4 separate regions of the Mus musculus genome follow, and all the other regions are linked to region 1. Evidence: chromatin contacts called from public HiChIP or PLAC-seq and promoter capture Hi-C data. All regions are on one chromosome and are shown on one strand. The core of a region is the stretch at or near the end of the contact, and the rest is flanking DNA. Distances in the headings are between cores, read along the strand shown. Region 1 holds the start of Akr7a5 (aldo-keto reductase family 7, member A5 (aflatoxin aldehyde reductase)). Region 2 has its middle 4.8 kb from the start of Gm33011. Region 3 overlaps Tmco4 (transmembrane and coiled-coil domains 4). Region 4 holds the start of Iffo2 (intermediate filament family orphan 2).

Region 1 (5,641 bases), core at 2,139-4,638:
GCTAACACGTGCATCTTTCATGTAGGGTAAGAAGGCAGTTCCTAGGCTGGAGAGGTAGCTCAGCGGTTAAGAGCACTGACTGCTCTTCTGAAGGTCCTGAGTTCAAATCCCAGCAACTACATGGTGGCTCACAACCATCTGTAATGAGATCTGATGCCCTCTTCTGGTCTGTCTGAAGATAGCTACAGTGTGCTTATTATATATAATAAATAAATCTTTAATAAATAAATAAATCTTTAAAAATAAACACCCCTCCCAAAAAAATTAGTTAAAAACAAAAAGGTGGTGGCAGTTCCTAGGGTTGCCCAGTACCTGGATAAGATGCTGGAGCCCATGTTCCTTCCAAAGCTTGAAAGGCATACAGAATACTTACCTACAAGGAAGCCACAGCCCAAGCCAGAGTATGGCTGGTTGAAGGAGCAGGAAGAAAGACACCCTCTCAGTCCTTGCCACCTGCACAGAGTTCCTATGTGGTCACTCTGCGTGCATGACAACCTAGAGAGAGTAGGGAGAGCAAGGTTTAGCTGGAGCCATCTTCTCCAGACCTGGCCAGTATTCGCACATGGTGTCCTCCGCCTGCCTCTCATGGACCTTCCTGACATATTCTGGAGGAACCTGAGACCACAACAGGGAAGTCATCTGCCAGGGCCACCCAGTCAGAAAGCAAGAGAGGCAAACCCCATGGGAGAGGCTTCACGGAGGCTGCCATGGCCCAGGCTTCCCCTTTTGTCACTGAGCTAAGAGGGCGTTTCCTCATCCAGACAGACTCACTCCCATCCGTACCTTAGTTCCCACTATGCCAGGGAGGCCTGGACTCCTCACAGAGCTCTGGCTGGCCCCAGGACTGCTGAGCTTGCAGTGAGCAGGGCAGGAAGAAGAAGCAAGTCAGCATCTTTTCTCAGAAAGCCCAGACTCTCAGCCCTAATGTGACCAGCTCCTCGAGCTGGGGTAAGGGTGCCTCTGGTCACTGCCTGGTCAGCTCATTGTGGCAGCTCTAGGGTGGGACATAGGATAGCTGGAAGGTTCTTCCCTGGTCTTAGTGGCTGGTGTGGATGACATCTGCACAGCCAATTTGGGGAGCAATTACCTGGCACCCCAATTCATACAGTCTAGGTAAGATCTGCACCCTAAGAAGTCTTGTTTATCAGCCACACACATCCTATTGGCCTCCCAACACCTCTTCTGGTAGATCTGGAGTGGTCCAATTCATCACACATGCATACACTGTCATTCCTCATAACATCTAATACCCAGGCTGGGTAGGGAAACACTGTTCCCATTTTACAGGTAGGGTTGAGTGGCTTCAGGCAAGCGAGTCAGCCTGGCTGACCCTGTCTATGAACTGGGGCTAATTAACATCCTTCTGAGCCAAACATAAAGCTATGAGCCTCCCATCTGACCCAGTGAGAGTGATGGCTTAAAGATGAGACCCCAGTATCTTGACCACTGTGGAGCCTCTCCACACCAGTGGAACCAGATGAACGGGGACCCTGGGTTCATGCAGCTCTCCCAGTCTCTGCAAAGACTCCTGATACCAAAGCTTGGGTCTAGGACCTCATAGATGCTAGTTAAATGGTCTAATGCTGAGTTGTATCCCCCACTAGTATGAAGGATTCTGACTCTCATGGTGCATGTCCTTAAAGGCTGGTCGGGGAGACAATCTCCTACAACGCCCATTTCCCCTCCAACTCCAAGGAAAGCCAGGCAGGTGCTCCCCACCAAAGCAGATGCAGGTTCCATTCTGATACTGGATCAAGTTCAAAATCACAGAGGCAAGGTCCTAAGGACCCCAAGAATGACCCTCCTAACCTCATCTCCTGCCCCAGGTCCTCAGAGTCCCAGGCACCTGCACAGCCTCTCTCTTCCTCTAGGGAATCCTTCTCTATCACAAATGCCTAGTAGAGATACCCTGACCCATTTCTAACTTGCCTATCCAAGGGACATTGCCGCCACCGCCTCCAGTCCCCTGGAACACAATCCTGGAGAAGAGGCAACACTGTCCCTGTTAACCAGTGTTCTTCAAGCAAGTCTCTCTCCCCTCTCCCCTGTCTGTATCCTTCCCAGTCTCGTGGGTCTGGATGCACCAGCTGTACAACAAAAGGCTCGGAAAATGTAAAGGAGAGGGAGAGGGAGAGGGAAGGAAGCATGATGAAGAGAAAAAAAAAAAAGGAGGAAAGAAACAGAACAAGAAAAAAGAGGGGAGGCGGGAGCGGGAAGCGTATGCAAGGAAACTTGTAAATTGAGCGGGCCCAGGGCTGAGATGTCGCTCTGGGCAAGTGTTGGAGTTTCAGCATTCTGATGTATACAATGAAGGAAATCCTAAAAGGCACTTACTTACCTCCTAAACTGCATGCAGACTACAATAAAACCCAGGCCAAACCTCCATATCCCACGCTAGTCAAGTGCTCTACCACTGAGCTACATACATTCCCCACTAGGGGATTGGCTTTCGCGGCTCATGTCCGTAAAGGCTGGCCAGGAGACAGTATCTCCTGCCACATCCAGCTCTTCCCCAATTCCAAGCAAAGCCAGGAAGGTGCTTCCCACCAAAGCCTATCTGGCACAGTCAACAGTAATATTCTGTTCTTGCTGTAGCCCCCTGGACCACATTGTAGCATGGAGTACACACGAAGTGAACCTGAAACTACACACTTCTTTCTTTCTTTTTTGGGCAGGTGGGAACGGGAGCAGTTTGAGACAGGGTTTCTCTGTGTAGCCCCTGGCTGCCTTGAAATTAGCTCTGTAGACCAGGGTAGCCTCGAACTCAGATATCCGCCTGCCTTTACCTCACATTTCTAACCAGCCCTCTGTGGAATCCTGCGGTGAGCTTGGCGAGGAATGGGACATTCTGGGTTCCCTACCTGCAGAGCTACGGAGAATGTGTCAGGGGAGCGCAATGGCTCCGGGATCCTACCCATTCCTGGCCTCCAAACCAAGGCTCTAACTCCTTCCGGTGACTCTGCGGGTTCGGAGGGATAATGATAGGGCAGCGGCTGGGGCAAGCGCCGCGAGGCCCCCACCCAGAGCAGGGAAAACAAGGCCGCCCAGTCCAGGGAAGCCGAGAGGCCGGAAGGCAAGGACCTGCAGGTAAGAAGTGGGGCCGTCCCGGATCCCTGGCCAGGTTGGGCAGAGACCCACGATCCCGCTCCCCAGGAGGGGACCAGCGCCGGGGACCGTGCAGAGCTGGAGGAGGGTGTAGAAAAGACTTAGCTGGGCGCGTCTGGAGTCCCGACCCCCCAGCCCGGGACAGCCGCCAGCCCCCTTCATCCTCACCAGTTCAAGATCCACAGCCGGTGTCAGCTTCAGGATCCGAGCCCGCCGGGATCAGCTGACCTCCGCGAAGTCCCGCCCCCCGCCGTGGGCGGAGCCTGAAGCTTCGAGTGCGCAGGCGCAGTCTCCATGCTGCGTGCAGCGTCCAGAGCCGTGGGCCGCGCTGCTGTTCGCTCCGCGCAGCGCTCCGGGACTTCGGTCGGGCGTCCTCTCGCCATGTCCCGGCCTCCGCCACCCCGCGCCGCCTCTGGCGCCCCTCTCCGGCCCGCTACGGTGCTGGGCACCATGGAGATGGGGCGTCGCATGGATGCGAGTGCTAGCGCCGCTTCGGTCCGCGCCTTCCTGGAGCGCGGCCACAGCGAGCTGGACACGGCCTTCATGTACTGCGACGGCCAGTCCGAGAACATCCTGGGCGGCCTGGGGCTCGGGCTGGGCAGCGGCGACTGCACAGGTAACCGCTGCACCCGGCCTCCCCCGCCCCCCGCACCGAGTAGAGCTGAGCCGGTGCCCGCAACCGGCGTGCACCAGCCAGGATCTGCATCCAGGAGCTTCGGAAGCTCCGGATCCACAGCTGGGTCTACCCCAAGCTCCCAAGGCAACTGGAGTCCTGAACTAGTGAACTGAACTTTGTCCCGCCTCTCCTTAGAAACTTCTAGTTGCAGCTACCGAGGCGGGTGCGAGGAAGCTTCCTACGCTAATGTTTAGCCTACTCTGGGCGCTTTGCTTCCTACCGCAATCCCTGCCTCCCGGCCAACCGTTGTCCATAGCCGCCCCCCCACCCCCGACACGCCCCCCATCCCCACCAGGCTTTTTGTTCGTGCCTACCCCTCTTGCCCTCACCACCTCTGCGCTCCTGGAGAATGCTTATCATTCCGGTCTTTTGTCCGGACTAGACTTTGTCCCGTGCAGTCGACAGCACCTGTGGATCTCAAGGAGACCTGTGGCAACAATGCCTAGGGCCCAGCTGGGGGCAGGGGCGGAAAGGTGGCGTCGGGAGAGGGCATTTCGGCCTTTGTGCCCATTCTCTGTGCCAGGTCTTACAATGGCAAACTCTGTAGCTCTGTAGGCTACCGTGGGAGAAGTGATTTCTCCACGGAGAGTTAAAGGTCCAACGAGGAAGACTGTAGCCGCGATTGCTGAGGAGTGCAGGAAAGAGTAGCTTGTCGGGAAGAGCAGTAGGCAGAGCCCATAGAGAACTGGGGATGGGCCCTACAGTGTAAGTAGGGTGCACCGGAGACTGCAATCCTAGCTATTGGAATATGGAGTTTGAGAGTTGCAAAGTACGTGTGTGATCAGTGACGCGTGTCCCGCGTTGGAAGGGGAGGGGAACCGCCCTTCATTTGCTTGAAGCTATTGGAGTCTCAGGAGGGTGCCTGATACGTAAAGAGGCCTCACTTTTACCTGTTCTGAGGTTCTTCCTCCCGGTTCCTGTACAGTGGGCTCCATAGACTCACATGGGGTAAAGCTCACTTAAGTGAGTGGATCTCTCAAGCCGAATGCTGTAGAGTTCACCTGGATGACATACATTACTGATAATGAACATTTCAGTTTTCTCCCCCAACCCCCCCTTCTTTAGCCCATTTCTGCTTCTGAAGACTCAATGGGCCAAAGTCCTCAGGCAAAAGGTTACAGAAAGAATGCCTTGGGGCTGGGGCGGGTGTTGTAGTAAGGAGATGCTGTGGTCTTCTAGCCTTTATCCTGTGGGATCAGAGGGCTCCCCTTGTTCTTGCCAGAATCCATCCATCCTTCCGCCGTCGTCCATCAGTCCAGGTAGTTGGTTCCATATCTGGGAAGAAACAGTGCAGAGCACTGAGGAGCAGCTACAGTACGCTTGCATTACAGGCTTCTGAGGGTCTGAAAGGGATTTGTGTTAAGATTGATGGCTTTCAAGGAACACATTCAGGCCCCCGTGTCTCTTCCCTAACTTTTTTTTTTTTTACCTGCATGTATGTGTGAGCCCACAGAGGGTACTGGATACCCTGGGACTGTATTTATACATGATTGTAAACCAACATGTGTGGTTCTGAGAACCTCTGAATACTTCGTGAGAACAGTAAGTTCTCTAAACCACTGAGCCATCTCCCCAGCCCCTCTTGCCTAAATTCTTAGTCTTTAAGGATCTCCATGCTTTCAGGCCTGGCCCTTTGAGTTCCATCTCCAGTCTTTATTTCTTATTTAATGTATGAGTGCTCTTCTGCGTGTACACCCACATGCCAGGAGAGGGCGCCAGATCTCATTATAGATGATTGTGAGCCACCATGTAGTTGCTGGGAATTGAACTCAGGACCTCTGGAAGAGCGAGCAGTCAGTGCTCTGAACTGCTGAACCATCTCTCCAGCCCCTATGTACATTCTGTGGTGAGAAGGAGCCA
Region 2 (5,641 bases), core at 1,829-4,328, 370 kb before region 1:
ATGTGTCCCACATGCCCCTCTGCAACTCAACCATGCGCTCATGGAGCTTGGTTAATTTTGCTTCCTGCCCCTTCTTTTCGCGTTGCCAGTGGCCTCTCTTGATCACAAAACATCCAGTGAAAGCAATGCTTGTTCCCTGGAATTCAATTGGGGACATTGAGGCACATAAATTAGTGCTGCTGCTGTGATCACGTGTCTAAGGTAACAGTCAAAACTGGGTGCCTACACCTTGTGCAATCTCAGAGTAGGGTAATACCCCCCACCCCCAGCAAGGTCTTATGTGGTCAAAGCTGACCTTGAATTTAACTTGCTATGTAGCTAAGAATTACTTTGAACATCTGATGATCTGCCCCACCTCCCAAATGCTGGGAGTATAGTGTACACCACAACACCCATTTTATCCCGAGCTGGGGATCGAACCCAGCACTTGGTGCACACTAGGTAAGCACTCTACCAGGTTCAGCTGCATCCGCATTCCAGGCCCCAAACCCACTTACTTCCTCTTTGAAAATAGCTAGAGAGCCAGGGAACTCACAGACCTGAGGCTTGAATTCAGAGAAAGAAGCTCCAGATTTCTGTCATACCTGTTCCTATCTGGGTGACCTTGAATGGCCTTCTGAATGTCCCTCCTGAACTTCAGATTCTACATCTAAAATTCAGGCAGTATTGGGTATTTTTCTGTAGCTGTGACACTACAATACACCATGACCAGAAGCAGCTTACAGAAGAAAAGGTTCATTTTGGGCTTTTGGTTCCAAAGAGATGGATCCTCTACAGCTGGAAGCCCGCACACACGGCATGCACGGTGGCAGAGCAAGAAACTGAGCAGTCACATCTTCAACCGCACTCATGAAACAGAGAGAGAGAGAGAGAGAGAGAGAGAGAGAGAGAGAGAGAGAGAGAGAGAGAGAGAGAGCGCAAACTGGAAATAGGATGAGGCTCTGAGCTCTCAAAGCCCCCAGCTGGTGACACGCTTTCTCCAGCAAGGCTGCACCTCATAACCTCCCATCCCCCAACAGCACTGCCAACCGGGACCAAATGTTCAAACAATTGAGCCCATGGCAGGAATAGGGAAACACTTCTCATTCAAACCACCACAGGCAGTTTTCCTGCGCACACAAGAGCAGGTGAGGCCCCATCTGAGACTGCCTTGCCCACCGTAGCTGTAACAGTAGGAAGTAGCTGTAACTTCCTAGCTGGCAGTAGGAAGCGCCCATAGCAGGTGAAACCATATAAACAGGGTGAAAACAGGCTCGAAAGGACACTGACCAGATATCCTTATGTGCATAGGGTACAAGGCTGACGGAGGAATGAGGATTAAAGCAAGCAGATTTTTGGAGACTCCTGAAACCATACATACAGTGGCTTCAGATTCCTGGCCACGGTATTTTATTTTATAGGTAGAAAAGCAGGCTAAAACACTGCCCTGTGACACCCAAGCAAGGCCTCCTGGACCCATGCAGGGATCAAGTTTCTCCGTCCCTCCCCCCACCTCCCCAGGCTTCAGCAAACAAGACAACACCTGCCTTCTCTTTGCTGCCAAAATGCAGTGTGAGACTCTTATGAACTATTAAACGGAATCCACCCATACAGATCAAATTCAAGGCAACAGGATGGAGACATTCTGCGGCTCAAAGTTAGTGTTTATGTAGTGGGTGTGTGCCGAGCTCCCTCACCATCAGACAGAAAATGTTCCGTCTCAGTCGTGAGCCCCACCTCCCTGGCTTCTGGAAAATTCCACCTTGGCCATGTTTTTTAGGCCCTCCTTTTTTCAGGGTTGTGCAAATGTCCTGAGGGAACTTGGGCCATCTGGAAGATTCAGGGAGGGGCCCTTCGGTCGTCAGCTAGAATCTGGTCAGGTCTGCCATCCTAGACTTATCTTCAAGGTGGCATCTCTGCTGCCTTGGAGCCAAACCCAGGCCAGGGGTCTCTGTGGTGGGACACCAGAGCCTCCCTGCACAGCCAGTGACTGACGATTCTCAGCAAAGTGTCTGCTGTCCTCATGTCCCAGCTCCCAAACAGCATCTCTGTCCTGTGCCTCCATGCATCCTGGGAAACTCTGTCAAAATCCTTCTCTTAGCCAGGTAGGTAGAGAGCCCTGGAATCCCACTGTTAGGCTGAGACAGGGACAAAGATCAGCCTGGCCAGGGTCGGAAAGACCCAAACTCCTGCTTGCTACAGCCCTTTACCCAGATGGCACCAAGTCCTGGTGGTACCAGCCCCCTTCCTGAAAGAATTCCATGTGCTCAAACCAGTACTGTATATGGAGAAAAACCAGTTCTTCGCCTGATTTGCCTGGGACTATAAGAACCTAGCAAGCAGCTTGGGTCCCGAGCTCTTCTCTACCCCCAGCCCTGGGAAGGGTGAACCTCGCCTGAAAGCTTGCCAATAAAGCTGAGCTTGTTTTAAGCTGCCAGCTCCGTGTGATCTGCATCCCTTGGCTTCTCACCCAGCACTTGGGTTGTGGAAGCAGGAGGATCAGGAGTTCACAGCCATCCTGGAACACAGAGACATAGGGGCTAGCCTGGGCTACAGGACGTTTTGACTTCCTTCTCACTCACATCTTCCTGCTGTTGATTCTGGGAGCTCTTAGAGTCCCACACAATCCAAATCTAACCCCAATTCTAGACATTGGTAGGGGACTTGTGATTAAAGAAGGCCTGGAAATATGTCCCCCTCCTGGCGCCCTTCTTAGCATCAAAATATAAATGAATAACACAGTGAACTATCACATGTGCACAGTAACGTGTGTGTGTGTCGTGCCTCCTCCTCACACTGTGGGTGAGTCAAGGATGCGTTCTAGCCAGGGTGGAGACTTGAACCTGAAGAAGAAAAGCATGAATCTCTGTCCTGTCCAGGTGACCGTGAGTGGCCTCCGTAGCACCTCTCTCAAACTTCCTGACAACTCCCACTGAAGAGCAGAAGTGCTTGAGAAAATGTCATGTGAATTTATTGATTTGTTATTAAATAAATAATATTTCAGAGAGCTCTATTTGTTCTTTGTGATGTGTCCTTCCCCACCCCCACCCCCACCCCACCTCCTTTAGAGCATACAGAACTAAGGTCTTCGAGCATAAGAACTTAGCAATCTGCTAAGGGCAATGTTCTAGTCAGCTTTTTTGCTGCTAAAATAAAACACCATAACCAAAAGCAACTTAAGAAGGAGGGTTTTCTTGCTCGCTCGCTCGCTTGCTTGCTTGTTTTGTTTAGGATGGTTCCTACAGAAAACAGAGCGAACTGAAAGTGAGGGGAGGGGATAAACTCAAAGCCCGCCCCCACTGACACACGCCCAGCAAGACTCCGCCTCCTAAGGGTTCTATAACCTCCCAGACAGCGCCACCAACAGGCGGTCCAATTGTTTAAAGACGAAAGTGTTCAGAGGCCTTTCCACAGAAGGCAGGAAGCTGACAGTGTCAGCCCTTGCTGAAGCTCTGTCCTAGGTCCCAACACGCACAGGACAAGGGTGTCCTCAGTTGCCAGCTCCGTCCAGTTTTTGACGGCTTCTGGGTGTGAAGCCCTCTCGATAAAGACCTCCTCTGCATACAGCTACCGATGAAAGGACCACCTTCCAGCCACCACCCCTTCACCCACGGTCTTTCTCATATTTAGATCTAAGAAATTCTGCCTCTGTTCCCTCTCTTTTGCATTCACAGCTATTTAAAGAGCACAAGGTCTCTGTTGACCGACAAAGCGACATCTCAGGCTACTCTTTTGCTGCAACACGGGTCTAGGATTACAAACCAGAACTTCACTCGGTGGAGAGCAGGGTGGCTCAGTGAAGTTGTTTCTTGTTTCTTGTTTGTTTGCTTGCTTGCTTGCTTTTGTTTTTTAAATTTTGGAAATGAAACCGAGTGTCTTACACTTTCAAGGCAAGTCCTCCGCCTCTGGGCTGCCCTCCCTAGCCCTGACTGCTTTTTGTCATGAATGAGTTTTGGAAGGGGAATGAAAGTTCTCACAACTGGGAAGAGCTCAGAGGAAGGATATGAGAGAGGGCGTTCCCAGGAGAGCACAGCGACCCTGCTCACCAAAGCCAGCGGAGCTCCGCCATCAATGTGGCTTCCGATCCAGGCTACCTACCACTGCCCATGTGGGTGTTGCCAGGTGGGGGGGGGGGAGCTCAGAACTTCATCCACTCAGGGCAAGCACTGAGTTGACTGAGCTCCACCTGCATTAAACAGTACGGTGGGTAAGAGGGCTTGCTGCCCTTCCAGATGATCAAGGTTCTGTTCCCAGCATCCACTTGGGCAACTCCCAACCACATATAACTCCAGGTTCAGGGGAGCTGACATTGTCTTCTGGTTTCTGAGGGCATTGTGCTCATGTGACATACTCATGCACACACACACACACACACACACACACACACACACACACACACACACAAATAAAATAAAATCTTTTAAAAATATAATTTGCCGGGCTTGGTGGCGCACGCCTTTAATCCCAGCACTCGGGAGGCAGAGGCAGGCAGATTTCTGAGTTCGAGGCCAGCCTGGTCTACAAAGTGAGCTCCAGGACAGCCAGGGCTCTACAGAGAAACCCTGTCTCGAAAAACCAAAAAAAAAAAAAATAATAAATAAATAAAAATAAATAAATAAATAAAAATATAATTTATTCATTCATGCAGCATTTGTATAATTAAAATTAAAGTGTACTCGAGATTTGATATCTCTTTTTATTTGGGGATTTTTTGCTTGTTTGTTTGTTTGTTTGTTTGTTTGTTTTGAGACAGGATCTAACTATGTAGCTCTGGCTGTCTTGGAACTCACTCTGTAGACCTTGGCTCGCTCAAGGCTGGCCTTGAACTCACAGATCCGCCTGCGCCTCCCAAGCGCTGGGATTAAAGATGAGCAGTTATACCCAGCTTGAGATTGGAGTCTTAGATTGTGCTTTGAGGCTGGCTTTTCCCAAAGCTGTGTCAAGAAGAGAATGATGAATGAAGACAGACACTGTCCTCAAATCAAGGTCACCACTTACCCAGCAACAATCAAAATGATTCCGACCTACAGGACAGCTCAAAACACCAAGTGAGTTTGCTCCTGTTAGCTTAAAAAAAAATCCCAAAATGTTCCTTGTGTATTTACTGCATGTTCAAGTTACAGAAGCAACTTATTAAACCACTGTCTTTAAAAGTTTAATAAACGCCCCTGGAACAGGATGAGGAATGCGCAATCGTGTGCTCACAGGGTGAATGAGGTGGGTGGATGGGGAGAAAACAAAAGAACAAATGAGCTTGGCTATAACTGCTTTTCATGTAAACACAGTTGGTCTTCGTTTCTATGGGTTCTGTTGAATTTGTGAATTCAACCACTGGGAGACAAAAGGCTTTGGGAACAACCTGGCATTTGCACTGACGCACACATATCTTCTTGCTAGTCACTGAACATGGCCATTACTCAGCGCCCAGGGCATTCAGCTCAGACAGTACTTGAGAGAGTGCTTACCCTGGTCTACTCTAAGGGTGGCATAGGTTGTATGCAAACACCTGCCCTGTTGTTTAAGGGACTTGAGCATCTATTCATGGGTTTGGGTTTCTTGGGGGTGTCCTGATCTGCAGTCCTGTGGATGCTGAGGAATGATGGCGCTCTCACCATGGCAACGAAATGAAGAGAGTTGAGAATTTGACAAAGTACCACTCACA
Region 3 (5,641 bases), core at 2,006-4,505, 310 kb before region 1:
GGGGAGGGGCTGCTCATCCTCTTTCCTACCTCCTCATTCAATAGAGTCAAGCCCCAGGTGTGGCGGCTTCTCCCAGCTGTGGCTCCTTGTAGCTTCTTGGGTGTCCCCCTCCACTTTTGCATTTGATCCCTAGGCTGGACACTATAACTTTCTGTCCTTGGTCCATCTGCTTGCTCTGTCCCTACCTCATTCCATTCAGCCCTCACTTGCCGGGTGTGTTGGTGTGCCGAACAAAATGCCGCAAAGATGGAGGGTTTATTTTAGCTCACAATTTGAGGGCATAGCTTATCTCAGTGGAGAAGGCGTGGAGGGGGCAGGGGAAGCCAGTCACACTGCATCCACAGTCAGGAGGCAGACAGATGAAGGCTGGTTGCCTGTCGGTGCTCTCCTTTTTATGACCTCAATCCATGTGCTGCTGCCCACGTAGGGTGAGTTTTCCTTCCTCATGTAACCTGTCTGGGAACACACAGCCATGCCCTGAGTCACTGAGGGTGAGTCATTACACCTCCCACCCACCACGCCCCCGTTCAACGTGATACCCTGACACATAATTTTTAGTGGTACATTCTACCTGCGTCGACTTCAGTGCCTGCAGCCACCTCCTAACGCAATGTGTATTAGTTCATCTTAACAGTCCTAATGCTGTCCAAAAGCCCAAAGCCTTTTCTGAGACTCACGGTGACCTTTTAACTATAAGTCCCTGTAAAACCAAAAGTGTAAGTTGTTTATTCCCGACATCCGAAGGCACAGAGTAGGCAGCCCAATCCAAGAGGAAGGGATGGAGGCAGAGAAGGAACAGAGAACATTTCCTGCAACCCTGAATCTGACATCCGAGCTCTAGGTGGTCCCTCCGCACATGCTGGGCTCCGAGCTCCAGCAGGCTCCAGCAGCCCCACTCCCCAGTTCTGCTGCCTGCACACTTCAATAGGTGTTTGTAATTTTCTGAGGCACGCTTCCCGTGGTCTTGGTTTCTCCGCCCTCTTGGGATCGCCATTGGATTTCATGCCTCACCTTCACAGCTTCGTCCAACGGTCTCTTGAGGCCTCCCTCCTTGCAGGGTCTCTAACTCTGCCACATATTGCCCAGAGTCCTCAACTTTGGTGCAAGCTTCTATGACCTTGTAAGTCATGCATTGTGCACACCTGCTGTCCCCGTTAGGGTTTCTATTGCTGTGGTGAAACACCGTGACCAAAGAGCAAGTTGGGGAGGAAAGGGTTAATTCGGCTTACGCTTCCACACCCTAATTCATCACTGAGGGAAGTCAGGATGGGAACTCAAACAGGGCAGAAACCTGGAAGCAGGAGCTGATGCTGAGGCCACGGAGGGATGCTGCTTACTGGCTTGCTCCTCATGGCTTGCTCAGTCTGCTTTCTTGTAGAACCCAGGACTACCAGCCCATGGATGAGCCTCCCCCATAAATCACTAATTAAAACGCCTTACAGCTGGATGGATATTATACAGGCATTTTCTTAATTGAGGATCCCTCCCCTTAGATGACTTTAACTGGTGTCAAGTTGACATAAAACCAGCCAGCATAACTGCTAAACAGCTGTAGCTGGCCCTGTGCCCCTTAGTGCCTGATCTGGGGAAAGCACTTCCTGGGAAGTTGAGTTCACACAGAGAAAGCGTCATAGCTTACAGTTCTTTTTTTCCAAATACATTTGCATTTTTCACAAGTTGGAGCCTTTTATGGGTGGCTCTCCAGAACAGCCCATTAAGCTCTGGGTACAGGCTTCTAGAATCCTCTAGCCTGCAGCTCAGACTCTTCCACGGGCCTACAATCCACCCTGACGCCACACTGGCAGGGACAGCTGTGGCCCTCCTTGCCACCACATGTTTCTTGCACTGATCGCCTTTCTCATCGCTGTGACCAAGGACACTGTCCTGGCGGACAGACACTGCAGGAAGGTGCTTTTCCGGGGCAGAGGCCCATCCACTGCAGTAAGTAAGAGTGATGTGGGAAACTCAGCTGCATAATTGATGGTAATAGAGGACTGGTTTCCCCTGATTTTGTTTGTCTGTTTATTTTAACTTAAAAATAGACTATCAGGGCTGGAGAGATGGCTCAGAGGTTAAGGGCACTGGCTGCTCTTCCAGAGGTCCTGGGTTCAATTCTTAGCACCCATATTTATAACTGCAGTCTCAGGTAATCCGATACTCTATACCACACGTGGTACACAGACACTCATGCAGGCAAAACACCTACCCACATTATCGCATTAAAAAATAAAGTCTTTAAGAATCTACCAGCTTAAGAAAGAAAGGGTTTATTTTTTAATAATAATAATAATAATAATAATAATAATAATAATAAAAGAAATCAAAAGGAAGGAGCCTGACTGCTCCAAGCATGGTGGAGGAGGTTCATTGTAGGTCTGAGGGAGAGCAGAGTCAGAGGCAGGGACATCTGAGAGAGTCCAGAGTGAACACAACCCTGAGCTGGGCCACATGAGAAGGTGGGGGAGGGGAGGGGAGAGCCAGGAGAGTACAGAGCAGACAAAAGGTCCAGATAGCCAAAATGGCTGAATTATACAGGGAAGGGAGGCTGGGGGAAGGGCAGCCCACCCTGGGCTGGAAAAGTTTAGGGTAGAAGATGGGCAGTGCCAGCCATGCCCATAAGAGGTAAGGGCTGAGAGATGCAGGGAGAACCTGGCAGCCAGGTCTGCTTTGAGATGCTAAATAGGCACCTTGGCCATTTGTCCTGGGTTTGAGATGTAACAATTGTGGCTCATAGTTTCTGGGTGAGATCTATCCTAGAGGGGACAGCATGGGGACAGAAAGCTTTTCTGGTTGTAGTGGGAGGAGCATGAGGCAAGGTCACGTGACACTGGCGGTCAGGAAGCAAGGAAAGGTGGGTGTTCACTCAAGCACTAGCTGGCTCACTCTCTCCTCTCTCCCTTTATTCAGGCTTGCTCCCCAGTCCTTGAGATGTGACTGCTCACATTTAGGGTTGGTCTTCCTTTTCCACCCCTGGGAAGCTTCCAGTAGGTCAAGCTTAGGACCAGGCAGGCACTTAGCGAAGTCCTGTTGAATGAGTTCAGGAGAGACCTGCTGATTTTGTAATGGAGGAAGGCATCTCAGAGATAAGGCTAACCATGCCATCTGCCAAAGTTACTCTGTGAGTGGCAGGGCCCCATTCTGCCCGCGTTAGTTTCCTGGGGCTCCTGTTAGCCACCTGACTTCGCTGTGTCCTCTGTGAAACCCAGAGTCTGAAATGCAGCCAGCAGGATGGTGCTCCCTCTGGAGGCTCTGGCGGGATCCTTCCTGCATCTCCATTCCAGAGCTTTGCTGGAAATTTGGAGTCTTGGCCCCAGCAGGCTCACAAGGTCATCAATAACGGTCTTTGATCCCGGAAGACTACTGTAGGCTCTGGTCCAGAGGATACTTTTAGTCCTTTATTTATATTTTCAGTTGTGGGAGGAGCATGCTACAGGGCATGTATATATTGTGTGCACATGTGAAGGTCGGCTGACAACCTCAGGTGTCGGTCTTCACCTTTCATCTTGTTTGGGACAGGGAGCCTTTGTTATTTCCTGTGTCACTCACCAGGCTAGCCAGCCCACCAGCTTGCAGAGATTCTCCTGTCTCCCCGTCCCGTTTCTCCTTAGTGTCCAACTTTACTTGAGTTCAGGGGATCCGAACTTAGGCTGTCATGCTTGCACAGCAAACATTTTACCCAGTGAGTGAACTTTCCAGCTCGGTGTCCTCTTAAACTGTGTTGTGTGTGCTATGCCAGAAAGCCGGAGACCAGGTAACTCGCAGAGAACAAAGATCAACTTCTTCAAGTTCTGAAAGGCCGGGTCCAATATCAAGGGACCTGCACCTGGCAAGAGCCTTCATGTCAAAGTGTCCGGAGGCAGAAAATGTAAGAGTGAGGGAGGGCAGGAAAGAGAGAAAGAAAGCAGAATGGGGCTGGGACCCACTCTGGCTGTGTCAGCCTTCATCTCTCCAGACTTAATCTACTCTTAAAGGTCCCACCACTTAACGAACAGGCATTAGGACTAAGTTTCCAACTTGCTTTTGATGTGCATATTTAACCCAGAGCTGATAGTATAATCCCAGTGACTAGAAAGACATTGTGTGTTGAGCACGCACTCTGTACCAAGCTTGGACCTAGGGGCTCATGTGGCCACCTGACTCCCCTGCCCCCAGTAAAGCACTTCAGACACATGCCTCAGTTTGCAGACCTGAGTCTCAGGAGGTCTCAGGTCAATTTGGATGATCTCATGTCACCAGGAGAGACCAAAGTCAAGAAAGGGAAGGGAGCCTTCTAGGAGAAGGACAGTGAAAAGTTGGCTCACAACCAACACCAGGTCTCCAGCCTCTTAGGCCACCGCTTTCTCCCGTTGCCTCTCCACTGGGTAGACGGGCCTGACTTGGCCTTGCTCCTCCATCTGCCTCAGTTTCCTTTCTCACCAGAAAGCCATGTGACTACTCCTCATTTCATCAGCAAACTTCAAACCACCATGAGCACATGGGGGCACCAACATACACCACCACACTATGGGCAACCTTGGCACAGGCTCTGACAGGATCAGTGCGTGGGTTTCAAATGGCTTCCTTCTCTCTTAGGGGCATCTTTGAATGTAGTGTCTCAACCAGCACTGCTTTTGTGTTTGTATTAAGAAAACCCACCACTTACTAAGCACCCTTACTAAGGTGGATGGATGGATGGGTGGATGGGTGGATGGATGGATGGATGGATGGATGGATGGATGGATGGATGGATGGATGGATGGATGGGTGGGTGGGTGGGTGGATGGGTGGGTGGGTGGATGGATGGATGGATGGATGGATGGATGGATGGTGAATAGGAAGAAAGAGGGAATAGAGGAATGATAGGCAGATGGTCTTTCTTCAGAAAACTCACCCAATCAGAGCTGGGCAGACACTTTGAGCATCCTTCTCCTCCAGAGGCTGGCTGCAGTTGCCCAGCAGGGAGACTAAATTGCCCCCTGTGTTGGGCAGGATGAGCACCCATGCAATCCTCCCAGGAAGTCACCATGGAAGGCCACATTTCTCAGAACTTCCTGGAAGACTGACCTATATTGACATTCTGGGGATGATAGTTACAAAGCAATCCCATATTGGCAACAGGGTGGGCTGCCAATCATTTCCTTTATGCTATAGCAACCCACAATCTATTTGCCCACACAACTGTGAAAACCAGCCATGCAGCACATGTAAACCACCCTGTGCTGGCAGCTCTCACAGCTGGCTCTGTGGAAGTCTGGGGCAGCGGATCCTCTGTGGAAGGGTGTCCTGCCTGCTGCGGGATTTCAGGCAGCCTCCCTGACCGCCATATGTTATATGTCAATAGCATATCTCATGTGACAACCAACAGTGTCTCCAGGGCTGGAGAGAGAGCTCACTCAGCCAAGTGCTCACTGTATAAGTGTGAGGCTCTGTGTTCAGATCCTCAGCACCCAGGGAAGCCAAGCACAGCTGTAATCCTCTATAACTCTGACACTGGGGACATGGAGACAGGCAGAGCCTTGGAGCTCATTGGCCAGCCAGCCTGGCCAAGTCAGTGAGCTTTGGGTCCAGTGACAGGACCACTGAGGGAGACAGCCAAGGCTGACCTCTGACCTCATACGTGTGTTTCTGTATCCACCCCCACACTAATAGCAGTGCAAAATCA
Region 4 (5,641 bases), core at 2,283-4,782, 260 kb after region 1:
CACATTCTAGGCAAACTAGAAAGCTGTGGGTCCCCTGCCTGGTGGGCTGTTAGGCACAAAGAGCGGGAGACATGTGGCTCATTACCCGTCATCCCAGCTCTGTAGTTTGTAGACATTGGGATGGCCGTGTTGGAGCCCTTCAATCTCAAATACTATTTCTTTCTTTCTTTTTTTTTTTTGATTTATTTATTTATTATATGTAAGTACACTGTAGCTGTCTTCAGACACTCCAGAAGAGGGCATCAGATTTCGTTATGGATGGGTGTGAGCCACCATGTGATTGCTGGGATTTGAACTTGGGACCTTCGGAACAGCAGTCGGTGCTCTTAACCACTGAGCCATCTCACCAGCCCTCAAATACTATTTCTGTGGTCTTCTTCAGATCCAGTCTCTACTGAGCAATCTCCTCCTTCACACTCAGGACCACCCCTTCGGCACCCTCCTCAGCTTCTGCTCTAGGACTGTCCAAGCAGGAGTCCAGGGTCATGGGATGTCCCTGCCCAGGAGGGCTTCAGATCCCATTAGGGCAACTTGGCAGGGCAGAGCTTTTCTGGAAAAGCCTGTACAGAGCTAATTTGGGGGTGTGGCTCCTTAACCCCTTCTGTGCCAGGGGCTTCTCAGACATCTGGTGAATACCATAGCCCATGCTTAGAATGATTTATGGGACTGCAGCATGAGGGCTGCCCATGATGGTGCATGTCTCTAATTCCAGCATTTCAGATGCAGAACAGAACGATCTCTGGGAGTTCAAGGCTAGCCTGGTCTATATCTAGAGTTCCAGGACAGCTAGGTCTACATAGAAAGACCCTGCTGTGTCAACAAACAAACAAAAGGATGCATTTTGATGTAGCTGTTGGGAGAGTGCTTGCCTAGCCTGCACAGGACATTGACTCATAAGCAATGCCTGAGATCCTATGCTTGTAATCTCAGCATTTGGGAGATGAGGCTGGAAGATCACAAGTTCAAGGCTAGCCTGGGCTACATGATACCCTGTCTTGAAAATGAACAAACAAAAAGTATATCTTTTTTTTTGCATTCAGACAAAATTCATGCAACGAAAACAGTTTAAAATGCAAGTCATCAAAGTATTCAAAAAGCAAGTTTGCAGCATCATGATACATACATTTCCTTATTAGCACATTAAATAATGGGGCTTGGGAGATGGTTCCGTGGGTAAAGCCCTTGATGCTGAGCCCTTGATGAGGTCCTGAGTTCAGATCCCCAGGACCCATATAAGACTGAATTCCGTGGCAAGCATCTGTAGTTCAAGTGTTCCTATAACAAGATAGGAGGAGACAGGAGAATTGCCAGAACCTCCAGGGCCAGCTTGCCTGGCATACAGAGTATCTAACAAGAGGTCCTGCCTCAAGTAAGGTGGAAGGTGAGGACTGAGGTTATGGCATGTGTGTGCTTGCACAGCACACACAGACACACACACACACACACAAGCAAGCACTTAGAAAAAAAGACTAAGGGCTGAGAGTACGGCTTAAGTAGTAGGGGACTTGCTTAGCAATTGAGATATCCTGAGTTCCATTCCAAACACTAACATCAAGCAAACAGATATAGCAGTAAGCCCTATATGACTTTCTGAATGTTGATAGCTTAGGTCTCAGGAGAGTTACAGCAACTCTCGTGATATGGGAATATCTAGGGGTGACAGAATCGCAAAGACTTCTTTCAGAATCAAAGGACATATTGATGAGCATTCAAAGACCAGCGACCATAAGGGTGGAAAGTGGGTCTACCCCAGTGTCTCAGCCCTCTCAGAATTCTATTCTCAGTCCAGGCAGGATCCCAAGAGCCACAACTTTAAGGCAAAGGGTTCTTGGTTCTTTAGGGTGGATAATGACAGCATCAAAGACTCCGTGATCTAAAAGTTAAGAGAGTGACCAGGTAGGCTTGGGTTCCGGGGAGAAAGATCACCAGAAGGGAATGCCGGAGCGCAGAGCTAAGTCCATTTGGCAGGGAGCGAGGGAAGGCAACAAGACCAAACCTGAAACACAGCAGTAACCTCACAACACAGCACCACCCCAGAGCACCACACTCTTTCTCGTCTGTCACAAAGAGCACCAAGGCTTTGTCCTGTGAGACAGGGTACCTGCCTGCAAGCTTACGCACAAGCAGACAAGACGGACACATAAGCTAGTAACAAGACAATGGCGGTGAGAGGGGAAAAAAAGATGTGGCCGGAAGAATCTAAAACATACCACATATCTGGTTAAGAGCTGACGGTGTAAGCCACAGGCATTCAAGGTGGGGTCCTTCCCTTAGGAAGTTTGTGGTGAGGACCAAAGGCCAGCAGCTCGGAAGGCTGGGTAGAGTGTGTTTTGAGGTGGTGGTAAAGCTCAGGTCTCAGCGACCTTCTCTGTAAAATGAGGATAATACTTAAATAGGTGCCTGCTGTGAGCTAATGCTTGCAGTGGGTACAGGAGACACTTGGAGATCGCAGGGAATACTGGTTTTTAGGGTGGTAGGTGTGAAGGATAGATGGCTGAAAGGACGGAAGATGGATGGGTCCAAATAAGTGTCCTCCAAATAGGTGGTACTCCATATTGCAGCAAGGCATTCGGGAGAATTGATGGATAGACAGACCCTCTGCTCTCAGGGCTCAGCTACAGCGCCGACTGTGACAATGTGGTGATAGGTGACAGGAGATGGTTAGTCAGGGTTGTGAGGACAAGCATGTTGGGAGGCTCATTGCTTTCTCTTCCCCAGCTTGTCTCACATCCCCGCTTCTGGGTTTGCCGTGGACTAGCAGGCTCAAAGGCTGCGAGAAGCCCTGATCCTGCCTGGTAGGGGACAGGAAGGCGACCAAGGCCTCCGGAGGCTGGAGTAGGGGAGCTGGTTTTCATGCATCTTCGCACACTATGGTTGCCAGACCTTTGCAGGCCACAGTCACCCGCATGCCTGAGAATCTGGGGCAGGGAAATTTGGGACACGGAGGAAGGGCAAGCAGGTAGTCAAGCCCGCCTGGCACACTTGGTAGTGGAGGTCTCCACAGGCTGTCCACCTTTTCAAGAGGCTGCGGTGCCCGGCTCTGCCGCGTTCCCGGGTACAGTTTCGCATTCAGACTGCGTTAGATTATCTGAACCCCGCTAGGCCTGCAGCGCCGCACGCAGGCGAGGGTTTTCTGGGCCGTTGCTGGGCGGAGCTTGAGCTGTAGTCGAAAGGCTCCTCGCAGACGAGTGGCGCAGCTTGTGGGTGGGCGGAGCCCAAGGGCCGATAGGCGTGGCCGGGGCTGGAGACCTAGGAGCCGAGTCTCAGCGGGTGAAATCGCTGCAATGGGTTGAGGGGCGTGGCCTATGTCCGCAGAGGGCGGTCCAGGCTAGGGAGGAAGGCCTTCGCCTATAGAGGGCGGGCCGGGAAGGGCAGAGAGCAGCTAGGCAGGGGGTGTGGTCTGTGTCTGCAGAGGGCGGGCCCTGGAGGCGTGGTCTGTGCCTGCAGAGGGCGGGGCTCGCCGCAGAGGGGGCAGCGCCGGCTGAGAGTCCTCTGCGAGCCGCTGCTGCGGCCGGTCCACAGCAGCTCTGACAGTCGCGGCGCAGGCACCGGACCCCTCACCAGCCCCACGCAGCCACCGCGACCTCCAGCTCGTCCCACCATCTCTCCCGACGCAGCGGAGCCGCATCTGGCACCTAACACCACCCCGGCCGCTCTGGAGCCCGCGCCCGCCCTGGCCCGGCCGCGCCGGGAGCCCGGCCCCGAGCTGGAGCCGCATCTGGAGCCACGGGCCCGGGGCCCTGAGCCACGCAGCCGGCGCATGGTTAACTCGCTGCTGTTCGGAGAGATGGCCTTGGCCTTCGGCTGCCCGCCGGGGGGCGGCGGCTGCGCAGGCGGCGGCGGGGGTGGCGGGGCCGGGCCGGGGCCCTCGCCCGTAACGGCGGCGCTGCGGGACGATCTGGGTTCCAACATCCACCTCCTCAAGGGGCTCAACGTGCGTTTCCGCTGCTTCTTGGCCAAGGTGCACGAGCTGGAGCGGCGCAACCGGCTCCTGGAGAAACAGCTGGAGCAGCAGCAGAGCGAGCGCGATCGGCGGCTGCGCTACAAGACCTTCTCCCGCGAGCAGGCCGTGCAGACCGGGCCCGAGCTGCTGCGGCCGTCGGCTGCGGGAAGCGGGCAGGCCCTCGGCGCGGCCACCGGCGTCAACGCCAACGCGGTGGCCCTGGGCGGCCTGCCCCCCGGCGGCGGCTCGCACCCGCAGCACTACGGTCGCCTGCCCGGGACCATCTGGAGCTACACGCAGGTGCGGCGCACGGGAGGCGGTGGCGTGGAGACTGTGCAGGGCCCCGGCGTGTCGTGGGTACACCCGGACGGCGTAGGCGTGCAGATCGACACCATCACGCCAGAGATCCGCGCTCTCTACAACGTGCTGGCCAAGGTGAAGCGCGAGCGTGACGAGTACAAACGGAGGTGAGTGGACGCGCCCCTCCTCCGCCGCTCTCAGAACCGGCAGCAGGGCCTGGCATATGGGCTGCGAACTGCGGGAGGACTAGGTCATCTAAATCCGCGAACGAGCGCAGGGAGCGCGGGATACCTGGGCGCCGACCCCTGGGGCCAGGCACATTGTTTCCCAGGGACGTAATAACCAGCGGATTTGTGGTGATCTCATTCTGTCCACATGACAGTGCGGTGTGAGGCAGCCTTGTCCCCATACTGCAGATGAGGAAACTGAGGTGAAGAGGTACCAAGTGTCTTGCTCAAGGCAGCTTGGCTAATCCGCGGTGAAAGTCAAGACTTGATCCTTTGATGGAAGTCATGGCTGGTGTGTCTCCTAGCCTAGGTATTCCCCGAGATGTTGGTGGTAGATTCCCTTTCCCATAGCAGGTGTAAAGAAAACAGTCTCAACTAGCTCATTGTCATTTTTTTTTTGTCCTTGAATTTAATGAGCTCACGTGTGAAGATGGATGGCTCTGTCCCTAGGGCCCCGGGGTCGCCTATCTTGTTCCAGGTCTTTAAGGCCAAGATCTCTGGCTTGCAGAATCAAAACCAGACACTGGCCTTTCAGAAATTCATCATCTTCTTCATACTCTCCCAAATCTCATGGTTTATTGGCTAGGTCCCATGAATTCAGCCTAAGGAATCACCCCCCCCCCCAGGGAAGAGATACTCACGGGTTAGAATAATGAGTGGACCCAGATCATGGGGTCCCGCTGGAGGTCAGGAGCCGACTGCCTGCAAGATGGCCAGTGTATTCCTTGCAGTTCAGATTTCCTGGCTGCAATACTGACATGCTTTCTGCCCGCAGCCTGCTTGACAGTAGTGTCTACTCAGCTTTCTGACTCGAGGAGGGGAAGGGTCTGTGCGTAGGTCTCAGGTCTGTGTGGGGGAGGGGCCCCTCTAGGCTCAGGCTCCAATCTCAGCTGAGTGTAATTCTGGTTTTGTTGTCTTTACTTATGAGGGAGTGGGGCCATTCCTTTCAATCCTAAACTCTCCCTGGAAGCTGTGCCTGGGCCTTCGCTCTTACCCTCTACTGAAGACCACTGCCCCGGGAAGAAGTCAGGTGCTAGCTCCCATCACCGGCAGGGGAGATTGTTAGCCACTTGGAAACCTTTTTGCTCCTCAGGGAAATCTGGACTGTAAGAAGCAGCAGCCAGTGCTCCAGGGAGAGTGGGATGAAGCCCGTGTTGGACGTCATCAAGTA

What was found. Promoter capture Hi-C pulls out the DNA fragments that hold promoters and counts their contacts. HiChIP or PLAC-seq counts read pairs in DNA pulled down with a chosen protein or histone mark.
Region 2: an H3K4me3 HiChIP or PLAC-seq map of bone marrow-derived macrophages shows a contact between it and region 1, with 4 times the contacts expected there. The contact joins the enhancer-like site here to the promoter of Akr7a5 in region 1. A contact is called at or near these places in 8 of 39 promoter capture datasets (the 3T3-L1 cell line, the C10 cell line, cranial neural crest and 4 more) and 7 of 115 datasets of contacts at active chromatin or transcription factors (bone marrow-derived macrophages, craniofacial prominence, embryonic basal ganglia and 2 more).
Region 3: a contact with region 1 is called in a promoter capture Hi-C map of liver, with 1.7 times the contacts expected there. The contact joins the enhancer-like site here to the promoter of Akr7a5 in region 1. A contact is called at or near these places in 5 of 39 promoter capture datasets (the 3T3-L1 cell line, hippocampal neurons, liver and 1 more), 4 of 115 datasets of contacts at active chromatin or transcription factors (embryonic stem cells and neural tube) and 1 of 9 other capture datasets (liver).
Region 4: a contact with region 1 is called in an H3K4me3 HiChIP or PLAC-seq map of embryonic stem cells, with 18 read pairs. The contact joins the promoter of Iffo2 here to the promoter of Akr7a5 in region 1. A contact is called at or near these places in 2 of 484 Hi-C or Micro-C datasets (CD4 T cells and embryonic stem cells), 3 of 115 datasets of contacts at active chromatin or transcription factors (embryonic stem cells and pancreatic cancer cells) and 1 of 9 other capture datasets (adipose tissue).

What each region holds. Positions count from the first base shown.
Region 1 is chr4:139,307,356-139,312,996 of GRCm38.p6, forward strand. Akr7a5 (aldo-keto reductase family 7, member A5 (aflatoxin aldehyde reductase)) reads left to right here and starts at 3,389. Exons shown (of 7, transcript NM_025337.3): 1 at 3,389-3,721. The coding sequence starts at 3,400. Slc66a1 (solute carrier family 66 member 1) reads right to left here and starts at 3,353. Exons shown (of 9, transcript NM_145384.3): 1 at 3,274-3,353; 2 at 374-495.
Region 2 is chr4:138,940,578-138,946,218 of GRCm38.p6, forward strand. No RefSeq gene overlaps it. Among named protein-coding and RNA genes, the nearest start is that of Gm33011, 4.8 kb to the left of the region's middle. Within about 2 kb of position 3,079, at least 99 of the 459 cell types and tissues checked have an H3K27ac peak or open chromatin away from gene starts, as enhancers often do. A contact at or near this core is called in bone marrow-derived macrophages and pre-B cells, where this site is marked.
Region 3 is chr4:138,998,411-139,004,051 of GRCm38.p6, forward strand. All of the region lies in intron 7 of Tmco4 (transmembrane and coiled-coil domains 4), which reads left to right. Among named protein-coding and RNA genes, the nearest start is that of Gm33214, 18 kb to the right of the region's middle. Within about 2 kb of position 3,256, at least 12 of the 459 cell types and tissues checked have an H3K27ac peak or open chromatin away from gene starts, as enhancers often do. A contact at or near this core is called in embryonic stem cells and liver, where this site is marked.
Region 4 is chr4:139,571,188-139,576,828 of GRCm38.p6, forward strand. It overlaps Iffo2 (intermediate filament family orphan 2), which reads left to right and starts at 3,533. Exons shown (of 9, transcript NM_001205173.1): 1 at 3,533-4,410. The coding sequence starts at 3,761.